Regions from separate parts of the Cyprinus carpio genome. Here region 1 is linked to region 2. The links are chromatin contacts, called in public Hi-C maps. All regions are on one chromosome and are shown on one strand. The core of a region is the stretch at or near the end of the contact, and the rest is flanking DNA. Distances in the headings are between cores, read along the strand shown.

Region 1 (7,369 bases), core at 2,140-4,639, 86 kb after region 2:
TTATTGAACATCACACGCATTCCCCCGACAGTTTATAGCTGAAATCAGCACCTTTTAGAATAACCATCTATTCTGCTCTCGCCGGATGGACAGAAGCAGAGAGAGGAGAGGAGAAATGAGAGAGAGAGAACAGGACGATCTTCCTTGTGTCCAGTTCTCTCTCTGAACTGAGAACAGATTTCGCTGAGTCTGAAAATAGAGGGTATTTCACTGTTCATGTCTGACATGATGTTCATGTCCACTATAATGACCAGATGCTGTGTGTTTTATATATTGAAGCACTTTGTTGAAATTGCCCTTCTTTTTATTATTATTTTTCATTTCCTTAAGTTTCTGCGAGTATGTGCCGATTCAAATGCATTCAGACTTTGTTTTGTATATAAAAGCATTCTTTTTAATAATAAAATTTGAAAATGTCATGACTTTGTGAAAATGTTCACCCTTCAAAACTGACAGGTATGATGTCATTGTAATATTTGCATACTGAATAAAGGCCTGTTCAAACCAAGAACTTTAACTATAAAGGTAACTATCTATAGACAGAGACACAAGTGTGCAGCCACTGTTGTCTTGAATTAGCTGGTAAAGTAGATTTACTTATTGTAGAGTTAACAAAAGTTATCATGAGCATTGTAATGATTGAAGTGGATATAATACCAAATGTCAGTAGACCTGCTTCATTAATGAATCCCAAAGATCTTACCTTCATTGTGTAGAAAACACAAACCGGAAGACAGTAAACAATGTACGTGCTGAAAAAGGGGCGGGGCTCTTCAGAACTTCCTGTTCTGAACTCACTGTGGTCTGCTGCTTTAAATACTGGCGCTGATTCTGATTGGCTGACAATGTTTTATTCGTTCATCAGCTGGGAAAAAAAATCATTCTCAGAATGAATATAGCGATAATTACGATGAGGACATCTATAAGGCACGTTTACAACAACAACAAAAAAACGATAACTATATTAGTGTCCACACCAAGGCTGTTAATTAAGTGCTGTAATTTTATTGTTTGCTGCTTAAAGGGATACTGCATCCCAAAATGAAAATTTTGGCATTATTCACTTACCCCCATGTCGTTCCAAATCCGTTCCAAGCTTCGTTCGTCTTCGGAACACAATTTAAGATATTTTGTATGAAAACCAGTAGGCCTGTGACTGTCCCATAGACTGCCAAATAAATAACAGTGTCAAGGTCCAGGAAAGTATGTAAAGCATCGTCAGAATACTCCATCTGCCATCAGTGATTCAACCGTAATGTTATGAAGTGACGAGAATACTTTTTGTACACGAAGAAAACCAAAATAACGACTTTATTCAACAATTCGTCTCTTCAGTGTCTCTCCAAATCAGCATAGCACCATTTTGACAAATCTGACTAGTACGCAGATGGCGTACGCTCTTCTGACCTTGACACTGTTTTTTATTTGGCAGTCTATGGGACAGTCACAAGCCTCCCGGTTTTCATCCAAAATATCTTAAATTGTGTTCCGAAGACGAACGAAGCTTTTACGGGTTTGGAACGACATGGGGGTAAGTGACTAATGACAAAATTTTCATTTTGGGATGGAGTATCCCTTTAATATTGTTAAATTCTGTGGATTCTGATTGGCTGTCAATGTTTTTGTTGTTCATCAGGTGAAAAGAAAAGTTCAGAAGTGATTTATAGGATATTGTTGCTATGTGTCTGTATCGTTAGAGCTGTGACGTGGACGTCTCTATTATAATTAGAAAATAATTAAAACTGTATAGCTAGCTTTTTTGTTATAGTTATCGTGTTTTGCTGATCTCCTTTATTATTCTTAATACATACTGAATTATGATTGGTCTCCACGTTTTTACATTTATTTTATAATTTATATAGCATATTGCTGAGTTTTATAATAAATAATAATAATAATAATTACTATAAATAAGCAATAAATATTGAATATAAATATTTACTTTTTCTTAAAATTAATTTTTTTTTTGCTGCCCTGGCAACATTTGCATTTTCTTCAGGAAGTGTGAATAAACTTTTAATTGTCAACATTTATCTCCATCCTTGCTTTAATTTCTCTTGCATTTGGACTGTTCTGTTGTTTCTTTGCACCTTGTTCGGATAGTTCCATCTCCCTCCGTCTCCTGCTCCCCTCCCCTCTCTCTCTCTGCCCTTGAGTTTTTCTATTACCTTGTGGAAAGCACCTCGCCTGGCATGACAAGCGCAGCGGATTGACACTAAATCAGAAATCAACGCTAGAGCTCAGCATGAAGGTCACACTCGCTCACACACGCGTCTCTATCTGAGAAGAACACACGCGATTCGCTCATCTCTGTGTATGTGTGTGTGTGTGTGTGTGGGGTCACAAGGGCCCAGTGGGATTTCGAGAGGGGCCACATCTCTGTAAGGTGAGGTGATGGTAATCCTCAAATAATTCCTGAGCATTCACACACAGAGTCCATCACTCTCACTCTTTTGAAGACCTGAGGGAGAATGTAGCCAGAGAAAAGGCTTAAAAGTATTGCGTTAATGTGTTTACTTGATTATTCAGTAGATGCCATGCCATACGGTTACCTTTATCCGTGTGAATAACACATTTGGGAGGAGATCACAGACACTAGTGACTGAATAAACTGGACTGATTCCCTGAAGCTGGGGATAACCTCGTTAGTGTCGCAGACATGTTTTTGAGTTGGTGTGTACTGACATCTAGCGGTGGCATGATCACCACAAAAACAATTAAAAAAAATGATACTTTGAAACAATAATTTTCTTACATAAAAAATACACATGGTATCACAGATTGTTTTGTTTTTATATACATCAACAATAACAATATATAAATAAAAATAAAATATATTAATAATATGAAACATATTACAAGATTTTACAGAAAAAAATACACATATCACAGATTATGTTTTGTTTTTATATATAATGAACCACGATACCAACAATACAGTTAAAAATATGATAATATACAAAGAATTTGACAGAAGAATTTGCTTACAGGAAAAAATAAATCCGTATATTAAGTTTTGTTTTATATGCTGCATATTTTGTTTAAATTTGGGACTGGTAGGCTACATATGCAAACCAACCTCCAATAAAAGATAAACTGTAGAACTTTGGTGTTTTTCGCTTCGAAAACACCGCGGGTCACGTGTGTTCCCTGGAAGCTTCCGTAGCTAGTCACGTGAGTCCGCAGATTGTTTGTAGTGAGCCGCTGATATGAGGCTGTCATAGAGCAGAGACAAATTTGGCCGAAAATACTGTCAAAGAGATGAATTTATATGAAGGTTTCCGATTATCGCCGGTCATTTGACCCGCTTATCTGCTCTAACTGAAGTGTTTTGGATCTAAAGCAGAACCGGCGCGGAACTGATACATTGTATCAGACGTGACGCGTGACGCGTTCTGTCAGACAGAACGTGCTTTAATGTTTCGGTGCGTCACAGATGGAAATGTATTTTGATAGAGATTAGTGTTTCAATAAAGACTCCTCACATCAGGAATATCAACAGAACGCACCGCGCGTCTCTGCCAGCCGCTTTCGCAACATGCAGCTACACTGATTTGTCTTGTGATTTATTTAAACACAAAATCCATTCGTTTGCATGTAAAGTCAGATGCTCTTTTAAAAAACCAACATGCTGCGGTGGATTCTGGGAGGTCGGGAAGCGCAGGGAACAGTGGAGGTGAGTACAAGCCATAGTAAAACACAAACTAGTGTATGTGGGTAACCCTATGAAACTTCTCTGTTTTATGTCCCAAACTTTTTTATGATTTTATTATTATTTTTTTTTATACACCTGAAATGCCTGAAATAACACAGAGTTAAAGCTGTTATCAGCCATGCAATTTAAAAGCCACGAAAACTCCAGTTTTGTGGCATGACTTATGTCCATGTTATTGCCATTATTTACCAATAAGCAGAAGATAAGAAGCTGGTTTCAGTGTCTAGTTCTCTTAAAGACTTCTAGTTGCAGGAGTTCAGTACATGTATCAGAGAGAGACAGGCCGAGGCAGTCGATCAAACAACAGTCATTTCAGCACATTCTGAGCTAGATTGAAGCAATGATTCTTTTGTCTATTATATTCTGTTCATGGGCAGAAGTGCGGCGCTGTTCATTGGGGAGGAACAGCCCAAAAACTGTTTCACGGAGATGCAGGTGCTGAAAGGACACTTTGACATTGTTCGATTTCTGGTGCAGATTGATGACTTAAGGTAAGCAATCCTCTTCTTCTGCCTCTGACCAGTGATTGACAGCTAAGACTGAGCTAGATCCTCTCCAAACGTAAACTTACAGAGCGTGACAAGAGCTTAATCATCACAGCTTGAGGGAGTTTGTGTGTGTGTGCACTTCGACATCAGCTTGATAGTGTCCATCAGCCCTAGGCCTGTCCATATTAAACACGTCTGCATGAAAACATCTGCACTGGAGGCTTTCAGAAAGCTCATGTATATACAAACACGCAGTGTAAGGCAGGGGTTATTTTTATAGAAGTGATGGAGAAGAGCGTTTGGAAGTGTGTGTGTGTGTGTGTTATGGCTGGCTGCTCCTGATGATCTCGGTGCAGGAGGAGAGTTTCAGGTGAGGTCAGTGTGCAGAACATCGCTGATTGCTTTTAGAGTCCCGAGTCCTGTTTCTCTTCTCCGATCCCTTCTATATTTCCTGTATCTCATCCCTTTATCATAGTTTCATTCTCCTGTTCTTCCTGCAGACGATTCGTTTCTGAGCTCGAGAGGTCAAAGGTGTCGTGAGAATCCCGCGATTGTTAAAATCCAGTCAGAGAAGGAGATCTGTCATAGTTATATTTTGGGCTTTATGCTTTCTTTTATTTAACCATTAAACTAGTTAATGGATGTGAAGCGTCAGGTTTTACCCAACATCTGTGTGTTTTGTGATTGGCAGGTTTGCGTCTGCAGGTGATGACGGCCTGGTGCTCATTTGGAATGTTGAGGTGAGCAGAACAGAAGTTTATGAATATGCTAATCACATGTTATTGATATGGTAATTACATGAAATAGGTCAGAGGTCAGCCTAGTTGATACTCTTTTGGTAAAAGTAATTTTAACATTTTTATTAATAAAATTAAATAAAATCAGAAACTTTTTTTTTTGCATTGAGGCAACACAGCCCTCAAAAGCCTCCTGTCTGTTAAAATCTATTTTAAATAAATGAACAAATAAATAACATTCTCTCATGAAATATGAGCTATCTCTCTCTCTCTCTCTCTCTAAAATGTACTCCTATAAACATATATTTTCTTATAAAATGAACTCAAGTGTGTTGTTATATATTTATATATATATATATATATATATATATATATCACACACACACACACACTACATAACATTTATATTTTATGCTATAGTATAGAATTTTATTTTCACAATATATTATAAATATAGAAAAATAAATATAAAACTTTGTGATGTATTCATTAAATGTTCTCAAAATGGTTTTATGTTTGTTTTAATAAGTGTTTTAGCTCATTTAAAAAATATAAAATGTTAAATATACACACGTATTTCAGTATATACACACACAATATTTAAATATAAAACATATATATATATTTTAATACTGTAAAATATATACAAAAATATTTATAAACATTCTTTATTTAATTAATACTGAAAACTCAAAACAAAAAATATATGCTTGATTTAATTTGTTTTGAAATTTCATATTTTGAGATTTCATATATTTTGAAAACAGTATTATATTGTTAATGTAGAAAAATAAATATAAAAGTTAATTATGATTATGCTCTGCCGTTTGTACTGTATTACATTTATCTGTGTGACACCCTCTAACACTCAATCAAAACCAGCAGCACTTGTTAGTGTTGTGTTTCTAGACTGGAGACTGTTTGTTTGCGTTGCGCGGTCATACACAGCAGCTCTACACTAATGACATCCATACCCATTATCAGAGGAGGAAACTCACACACGGCGCTCCTTACCGCATCATCAGACCGCACGCTCAGTGTATCCTTACACAAACCTCTGCTGATTGTGTGTGTTAGGGTTGAAGCATTCCCTTAATTCTACCCTAGTATATCCGATTCAGGAAACCGAGTGCAGAACATATCCTCATCTTCCATATATAGTAAAGTGAAAACAGCATGTGCTACAGCTTCATGGCTGTGTGTGGTTTGGATTGTGTGTGGAATACTTGCTATACTTGATACAAAAAAATATATGCTTGATTTACTTTGTTTTGGATGCAAGTGATGAGCGAGGACTAGCCAGCCAGTAATATATATGTTGAGATTTCATATATTTTGAAAACAGTATTATATTGTTAATATAAAATAAAAATATATATTTTTTAAATTATGATTATGCTCTGCCGTTTTACTGTATTACATTTACTGTGTGACCCCAACACTCAATATAAATGCAAAACCAGCAGCACTTGTTTGTGTGTGTTTCAGACTGGAGACTGTTTGTTTGCGTTGCGCGGTCATACACAGCAGATCACTGCAATGACATCATACACCTTCATCAGAGGAGGAAACGCACACACGGCGCTCCTTACCGCATCATCAGACCGCACGCTCAGTGTATCCTTTACACAAACCTCTGCTGAAGTGTGTGTGTGTTTAGGGTTGAAGCATTCCCTTAATTCTACCCTAGTTATGGGATCCAGATTCAGGAAACCGAGTGCAGAACATATCTGATCTCCAGTCCTCAGTGAAGGTACAGCATGTGCTACAGCTTCATGTCTTCCTGTTTCAGTGCGCAGATGGTTTGGATTGTGTGTGGAAACAAGTCTGTTCCTCTTTCAGTGTGTGTAGGTGGATTTTGTGTGTGTGTTCGCTGATGGAGGTGTCTGTTTTTCAGTGTTTGCTGGTGTTGGTTCGTTTGGACGTGTGGCTCTCGGGTGGAAATGAACTGTGTGTTTGGAACAGAGACTTTGAGCTGCAGTGTAAAACGGTTCATCACAGCGACGCAGGTACACAATCCAAAACACACACTCAGATAAATAAATGTATGTCCAACCTCTGTCCAAGACCAAATACAGACTACAAAACGCAAGATAACATCACTACAACACAGTGCTAATACTTTTATAAACTTAAAGTGGCAGTGTGTAATTTATGCAACATCAAACTACTTTCAGTAAATCTTCAATGCTTACCGAGGCTGCATTCATTTGATCAGAAATACAGTAGAAACAGTAATATTGTGAAATATTTTTACAATTTAAAATAACTGTTTTCTATTTGAATATATTTTAAAATGTAATTTATTCCTGTGATACAAAGGTGAATTTTCAGCATCATTAATCATCATTCTAATATGCTGATTTGCTGCTAGAGAACCATTTCTTATTATTATGCTAAAAACAGTTGTGCTGCATAATATTTTTGTG
Region 2 (6,846 bases), core at 2,325-4,824:
CCAATGACCCATTTAGAGCCTGAACCACACCACATACAACACACACACACACTCAGTGAATAAAGCTGCTGTGGGTGTGTGGATGTTTATTTTGTGTGAGGATGAGCGACAGATAGACAGTTAAACCGAATGACTGTCCAGTATCAGGACCTGCAGCTGTAATTGTACCATGTTTGTTTGTGTCTATATTTGTATACGTAAGCTTAGAGACCACTAAAATCATGTGAATGAAGTGGCTTTGGCTTCTGTCACACACATATGCAGTGCCTCAGGGCTGTGTTAAGTGCGTGTGTAAATAAGATTTTTATAAACTGACTCCATTAGTAGTGCCGCAGGGAGCGAGAGATCAGAGTGTCAGCAGCACAGATATAATGCACTACATCTGCAATATCTGAATATCTTTATGTCTGTTCATATATCTGTCTTTCATTCTATATCTGTCTGTCTATCTATCCATCGTTTTGTCTATCATGTAACATTTGTGTGTGTGTGTGTGTGAGATTGTCAGATGTGACGCCCTCTCCAGTTGGTTAGCAGTAGCTCTGACGGTCCTTGAGTCTCATGCTGTCATGGCTAAATAGTGGTCATTGTGTGTGTGTGTGTGTGTGTGAGACAGAGATTTTGGGAGTAAAAGAGGGGTCTCCTGGTGGGACGGGGGGTGTGTGTGCTTCTCAGTGCTAAATGGGGTCCCTGTGTGTGAGGGTGTGTGCTAAACGGTTGATTGTTGTATAATAGGCTGTGTAAATGGGAGGCAGATGGCAGTGTATCAGGCACGTGGGTCCCCCTCAGTGAGAGACAGACAGGAAGGAGGTACAAGGGCGCAGAGGTCGGACAGGGTCGTGTCTGCACTGTCAGTGGAGCCGTGTGTGGTGCGTTCACTAGTGTTTCCAGTCTGTGACGTTACCAGGGATACTGGACGCCAGGAATTCTCCCACAGCGCTATGGAACGGTTCAATAGTACAGTTCATCAATATTATTACTATAGCTCACTCTGGTTTACTTGTATCATACCATTATAGGACAGTGACAACACATCCATTTGCATTTTAGCAATGGGTTTTATTTTGCATTTTAAAATCAATTGTTCCTTTCCAAAATGTTTGGTCAAAAAAAGTGTTCCAGTTGTGTGAAAATAAACCTGTTCACCTTGCTGTACCACTGCGCATTACTCATAGAGGCCTTAGTTAGAGGCCTTATTATCCTTAGTTTGTATATGAAATTAAACTGATCTCCTTTTCATACCATTAGAAATGGTCAAACTGTTTTATTAAGAGATATTTGGAGAATGTGTCATTAGCAAGCCTTTTAGAATTTTTCAAACATAACAATCTTCAAACAAATAATCATTATGGTGAATGTATGTGAGTGTGTGTGTGTGTATATATATATATATATATATATCTATATATATATATATATATATATCTATATATGTATATATAATCTTATATATATATATATATATAGGTATATTTTATATATATATATATATATATAAAATTATCATTTATTTGTTTTTCTATTTTATTTTGTTATTTATCTTGTTTATTTTTACGATGCAGATTGAGTATTTATTTATTTTCCATTCATTCATTTTTATTATTCTTTTTTGTTTTTGTTTATTTGTTTTTATTTTATATTTTATTTAGTATTATTATTTTATTTTATTTTTACCATGAAGATTATTTGTTTTGTTTTAAAAACAAAATTTTTTTTTTTTTTTTTAAAATAAAATTTTTTATAATGATTATTATTACCACCAAAGAAGATTATTTGTTTTTTTTTTTTTTAATTATAATTTGTTTGATTTTTTGTTTTATTAATTTATTTTTCTTTAATTATGTTTATTTTTACCACAATGATTATTTGTTTTTTCAAATTACAATTTTCTCCCCAACATCCTTTTATTTTGAATATAGAACAGCGATTTCTTTTATATTTTGTGCCCCAACATCCTTTTATTTTGAATATATAACATAAAACACAATAATATCATCTAAATCACAATCTTTTATTTTGAATATAGAACAGCGTCTCTTAGCTTATTGTTTAAAGCACATTAATTGCAGCGTCTTATGCATTTTTTTTTAGGTATGCTAAATTTGTGCAGATCCCAATGAAAGTTTGCATTGCTTGTGAACTACTCTAGCTTACACTTGCAACTTGTGTACTGCAAATAGTCTCTTTGGATAAAAGTGTCTCCTAAATGACTACGTTTAAAATGTAATGTAAAAGTAAAGTATACTTAGTTTTGGATATTAATGTGAAATGACAAAGCAGAATGAATCGCTAATGAAAATCACAATTCTATTTGTTTAATCGCTTCTCTACTGATGTGAATGTCCTTTAATACTGCCACACAATAATTCCCGTGGAGCTTTTATTAAAATCGTAATATTGCTCTGTATGCTTTACTCCATCTCCACTGAAGTTGATCTAGTCCTCTGCACTCTATTTAGTGCACCCCCCCACACTTTGCTCCCTGTCTGTGAGAGGCTACCAGGTTCGAGTCTGTGATTGACAGGAGTGTGTCCCTTGGCCCCTAATAGCTTCTTAATCAGACCAAATAATAGACTGCCGTTCCTGTTCACCACCCACACTTCTCCCCCTTCACTCTTCAGTGCTCACATATGGGTATGGCACATATTTATGCACTTTATTAAATAGATCTATTAATTAATCTATTAATTTATATACTTATTCATTGTTATCAACTCTTAGAAATCTGATATTCATTTTGCAAACAAACAAAAATTTGTTATTACACACAAACAATAAACTTTTATAAAACATTTTTAAAAAAATCCACAAAAACAATATTAAACCAAACCACATAAAATAAAATATATTATAAATGAGTTATGGCATGTATATTATATTATGTTATATTATATTATATTATGAATGAGTTATGGCATGTGGAATAGTATTTACCTTACACAATTAACAAAAAAATCTATATTGTTTGATATACATGTTAGTTGTGTGTGTGTTTCTCATCAATGTTTCTTTTGACAATGGTTCAAAAATAATAATACTAGGATATTTTGTAAACCTTTAATATATTAATACTAACTGTAGTTTGGCTATTATCATTATCACCTTCTTTTCAGATCATTAGTCATTAAATCCTCTGCAAACACTGCAAATATATTGACTGTGGCAGGCACCTTTCATTTACTCTCTAATTTAGTTTATAAAATTCTCATTCACAGTTCTTGCAATTCATTTCAAGTTCATCGGTTACGTCTTCAGAAGAGTCATTTTTGGAGGAATATGAACTGATGAATTGTGCACAATAATATAAAGGGTATTTAAGTAAATTGTGTCCATTTTGAATGAATTATATTGTTCTAATGTTTTACAGTATATTTCTCTGTTGAAGAAACTTTTGAAGATATTTTAAGTCAATGCTGAATCCATTGTAGATTTTCTGTCTGAAGCAAACTTTAAAAATGTACTTTAAAAAGAAAAACCTGTTTAAACTCATTGCTCGGCATGAAGCTGGCATGCCGATGAAATGCCAACTAACCGGCCAATCCATTTTTCTGTGTGTATCTCCAGGTTTGCCGGTAAGACAGTGAGTTCTGGATCTCTGGTCCTGGTGTCGGTCGCCCTGAAGGATCCTGACGCTGTGATCACCATTAACACTGAGAAAACAGTAATAGGCTCTATGCTCCTGCGACAGTTTAAAACGGCCCTGACCAACAGCGGCCCCTAGAAAGAGATCAGATCTCACTGTCACTCTTTCACACTCACAAGTTCAGTCACGGACAGGTGCTGTGTTCAAATATAGCTCACTCTGGGTCATAATGACACTTGGGAGAATTTGTATTGTTTTGAAAAGATGACAGAAAGATGGCTTCATATCTGTTCTCATTTCAAGAGACTTTATGCCTCAATTATGCTTTGCATAATTCTTTGCTTTCATTACGTGCGCATTAATGTTCTCTGCTAATCTGTGAGGTTTGACTCTATTCAGACAGGCTTTTCAAGCTCAATGCTGATAGTCTGGACAGTTTTTTGTTGGTAAGATTTCATTTTGATAAATGTGCCGTTCTCCATCTGCTCTTTGTGTGACCAAAACATGCAAAATTGCAAAACTATGTGAAGTGCCTTTCTTAAAATTATTATTTTAGTCAGGAGTTTCATTTGTTTAAATTACAGTGATTAAAAAAAAAATATGGAAACTGAGAAGTTTGTTTTTCTTATTTGTATCATATTATACTGCGATTGGTTTTGTGACACATGGATTCACTGTGATGTCACGATCACATGACGTCTGGTTTAAATGAAGCTGCTAATGAACAGAGTATGAATCAAGTCTTTCTGTACAGTATGATATTTGTTTATTGCCTATGATGTGTTCCTGACACATATCTCTCTAAAATAAGTTTCTTAAGAGGGAACATTTATGAAGAAATACCTCTGATCTCTGATTGAAACTAAAGTAGTCATGTACTGAGATGATGTCAGAGAACTAACTAGATAACAACACTCTCCTATTATATGATCAACCAATCAGTATCATCATATGAAATAAATTAGATAATATCTTCCATCATTGTTCAGCATGAAGTATGGGGAACAGTTTGTATTTCAGTTCTTTTGAGGATGTTTATTATGAGAGTAAAGATCCCAAATACCTTGTTAGGATTCAGTTAACATTGTATCGAACGCAGGCCATCCTGGACACCACAAAAAACAACATTCAGTGCGTTTGAAGCCTCATTCAATGCCAGAGAGAACTGTATGCTTTGTCCTACAAGATAATTAGGGATTTAGATCAGTTATTTATCATCAGTTTCATATGGACTTGGGTTTTGTTTTTTGTTTTGTTTTGTGTTTTTTGTTCTGTTCTGTTCTGTTTTGTTCTGTTCTGTTCTGTTTTTTGTTTTGTTTTTTGTTTTTTGTTCTGTTCTGTTCTGTTTTTTAAAATTTGAATTTATAAAATCCTCACCCGAACCTTTCTTTCAACACTGTTCTGTTCTGTTCCGTTCTGTTCTGTTCTGTTTTGTGTGTATGGATGTGTTATGGATGTGTTGTTTTTTGTTTGTGTTTTGTTCTGTTCTGTTCTGTTCTGTTCTGTTTTTTGTTTTGTTTTTTGTTTTGTTTTGTTCTGTTCTGTTTTTTGTTTTGTTCTGTTCTGTTCTGTTTTTTGTTCTGTTCTGTTTTTTGTTTTGTTTTGTTCTGTTCTGTTCTGTTTTTTGTTTTGTTCTGTTCTGATCTGTTTTTTGTTTTGTTTTGTTCTGTTCTGTTCTGTTCTGTTTTTTGTTTTTTGTTCTGTTCTGTTCTGTTCTGTTTTGTTCTTTGTTCTGTTCTGTTTTTTTGTTTTTTGTTTTGTTTTGTTCTGTTTTTTCTCCTAATGCAAGACTTTCTAATGCATCAAAGTCATTCATTCGTTCATTTTGGTTGTGTCCAAATACATTTTGGGGGCACTATATATTTGAAAGAAATAACTATATGTAAGTTTAATTTTAGGGTTAGTTCACCTAAATGCTCAGTTCAATTCCTAATATTTACACCAATACCATTTTCCAGACTGGGCATCAGTCCAGGACGGGACTTCTGACAGACTGAAAGCCATGCTGACGTGAGACAAACTGAGACAGAGGTACAAACTGTGCATCATGACCAATGTCCAGCTAAGATAGAACTGTAAGCTTTAATATTAATAGCTCATAATAATGTGTGTTTAACACCAGTCTCATAATCTGTCAGTCCGTGGCTTGCACATGAATCATAATGTTAAAGCCATTAAAGACATTCCATCCCATAAACAAAGGCTATACTTTCTGACTGTAGGGCCCCTGCTGATGTGCGTATGTGTGTTTGAGAGTGTGCATCAAGAGATTCTCAGTACATTTGCCCATTAAGTGAGAGAAATTGTAGTTTATGGCCAGTGTGAGGCTTTTCTCTGTCAAGCAACAAGCCACATATTTATTGAGCATTATGACACTTGTTTATCACACACAGAGTTGATATGATGTGCACACAGATGTGCGGCTGGCATTTTTATGGAAGGGACGTGTGCGAGAGAGAATTCAGCACCATCTCCTTTCATCACTGGAGGCTGTTAAGATGTCAGTGTGCTGTTAAGATGCACTTCAAGAGAAAAACACTCATCATGCGCTCACCTCGCCTGTGCTGCTGCTTCACTTCAGCCTGGTTTTATCTCTGTGTAATTTGATGGCGTAATCATTATAGATCATACTATCTATATCTAAATTATGAAATAATAATCACCAAATAACTTATGAGATGCTGTGCTATATTATAAAAGTAATTATGGGTAAAGGGTGTTGATTACAACTGAGTACATACAGCCCCTTCAGCACATTAGGGACAGATTATATAAAAAAAAATAATTACCAAACATTAAAATGCAAAAAAAGAAAGAAAAAAAGAAAAAATACAGCTATTTTTTTTTAAATAAAACATTTAAGTGAATATTTGTGAATTTCTTTTTTTCTTTTTTTTACGTCTAAAGACTATTAATTCTAATTTCAAATGATATAATATTAATACATTAAGCTAAACTACATGATTTATTAATTTTTATTTCAGTTTCAGTCATTTTAATACATTAAGCTAAACTACATGATTTTTTTTTAAAATATGTTTAAAAATGTGATGGGTTTTATTTCAAGTAATAAACTTTTTTTTTTTTTATGGTTTTAGTTTATATATAATGCCAATTTGTGAATGACATAATATGCCAATGGTAGCAAGATTTGATGAATTCTGTGATGTTTTGTAATAGTTGGTTTCTCTCCCTTTAAAACATTTCATACTGTACAAAAATCATTACATCAGAGAATTAAATAAATAAATAAAAATCGTCTG

The links. Hi-C and Micro-C count contacts between places; a contact is called where the count stands out from the background.
Region 1: a Hi-C map of skeletal muscle shows a contact between it and region 2, with 4 times the contacts expected there. The contact joins the promoter of LOC109045337 here to the enhancer-like site in region 2. A contact is called at or near these places in 3 of 8 Hi-C or Micro-C datasets (liver and skeletal muscle).

The regions. Positions count from the first base shown.
Region 1 is chrA21:4,658,194-4,665,562 of ASM1834038v1, forward strand. It overlaps LOC109045337 (WD repeat-containing protein 41-like), which reads left to right and starts at 3,390. Exons shown (of 13, transcript XM_042711404.1): 1 at 3,390-3,676; 2 at 4,093-4,206; 3 at 4,895-4,943; 4 at 6,429-6,557; 5 at 6,631-6,693; 6 at 6,838-6,949. The coding sequence starts at 3,390.
Region 2 is chrA21:4,572,292-4,579,137 of ASM1834038v1, forward strand. ap3b1a (AP-3 complex subunit beta-1) reads left to right here. Exons shown (of 27, transcript XM_042778653.1): 27 at 3,565-4,339. The coding sequence ends at 3,721. Among protein-coding and RNA genes, the nearest start is that of LOC122149272, 26 kb to the right of the region's middle. Within about 2 kb of position 3,575, at least 1 of the 8 cell types and tissues checked has an H3K27ac peak or open chromatin away from gene starts, as enhancers often do. A contact at or near this core is called in skeletal muscle, where this site is marked.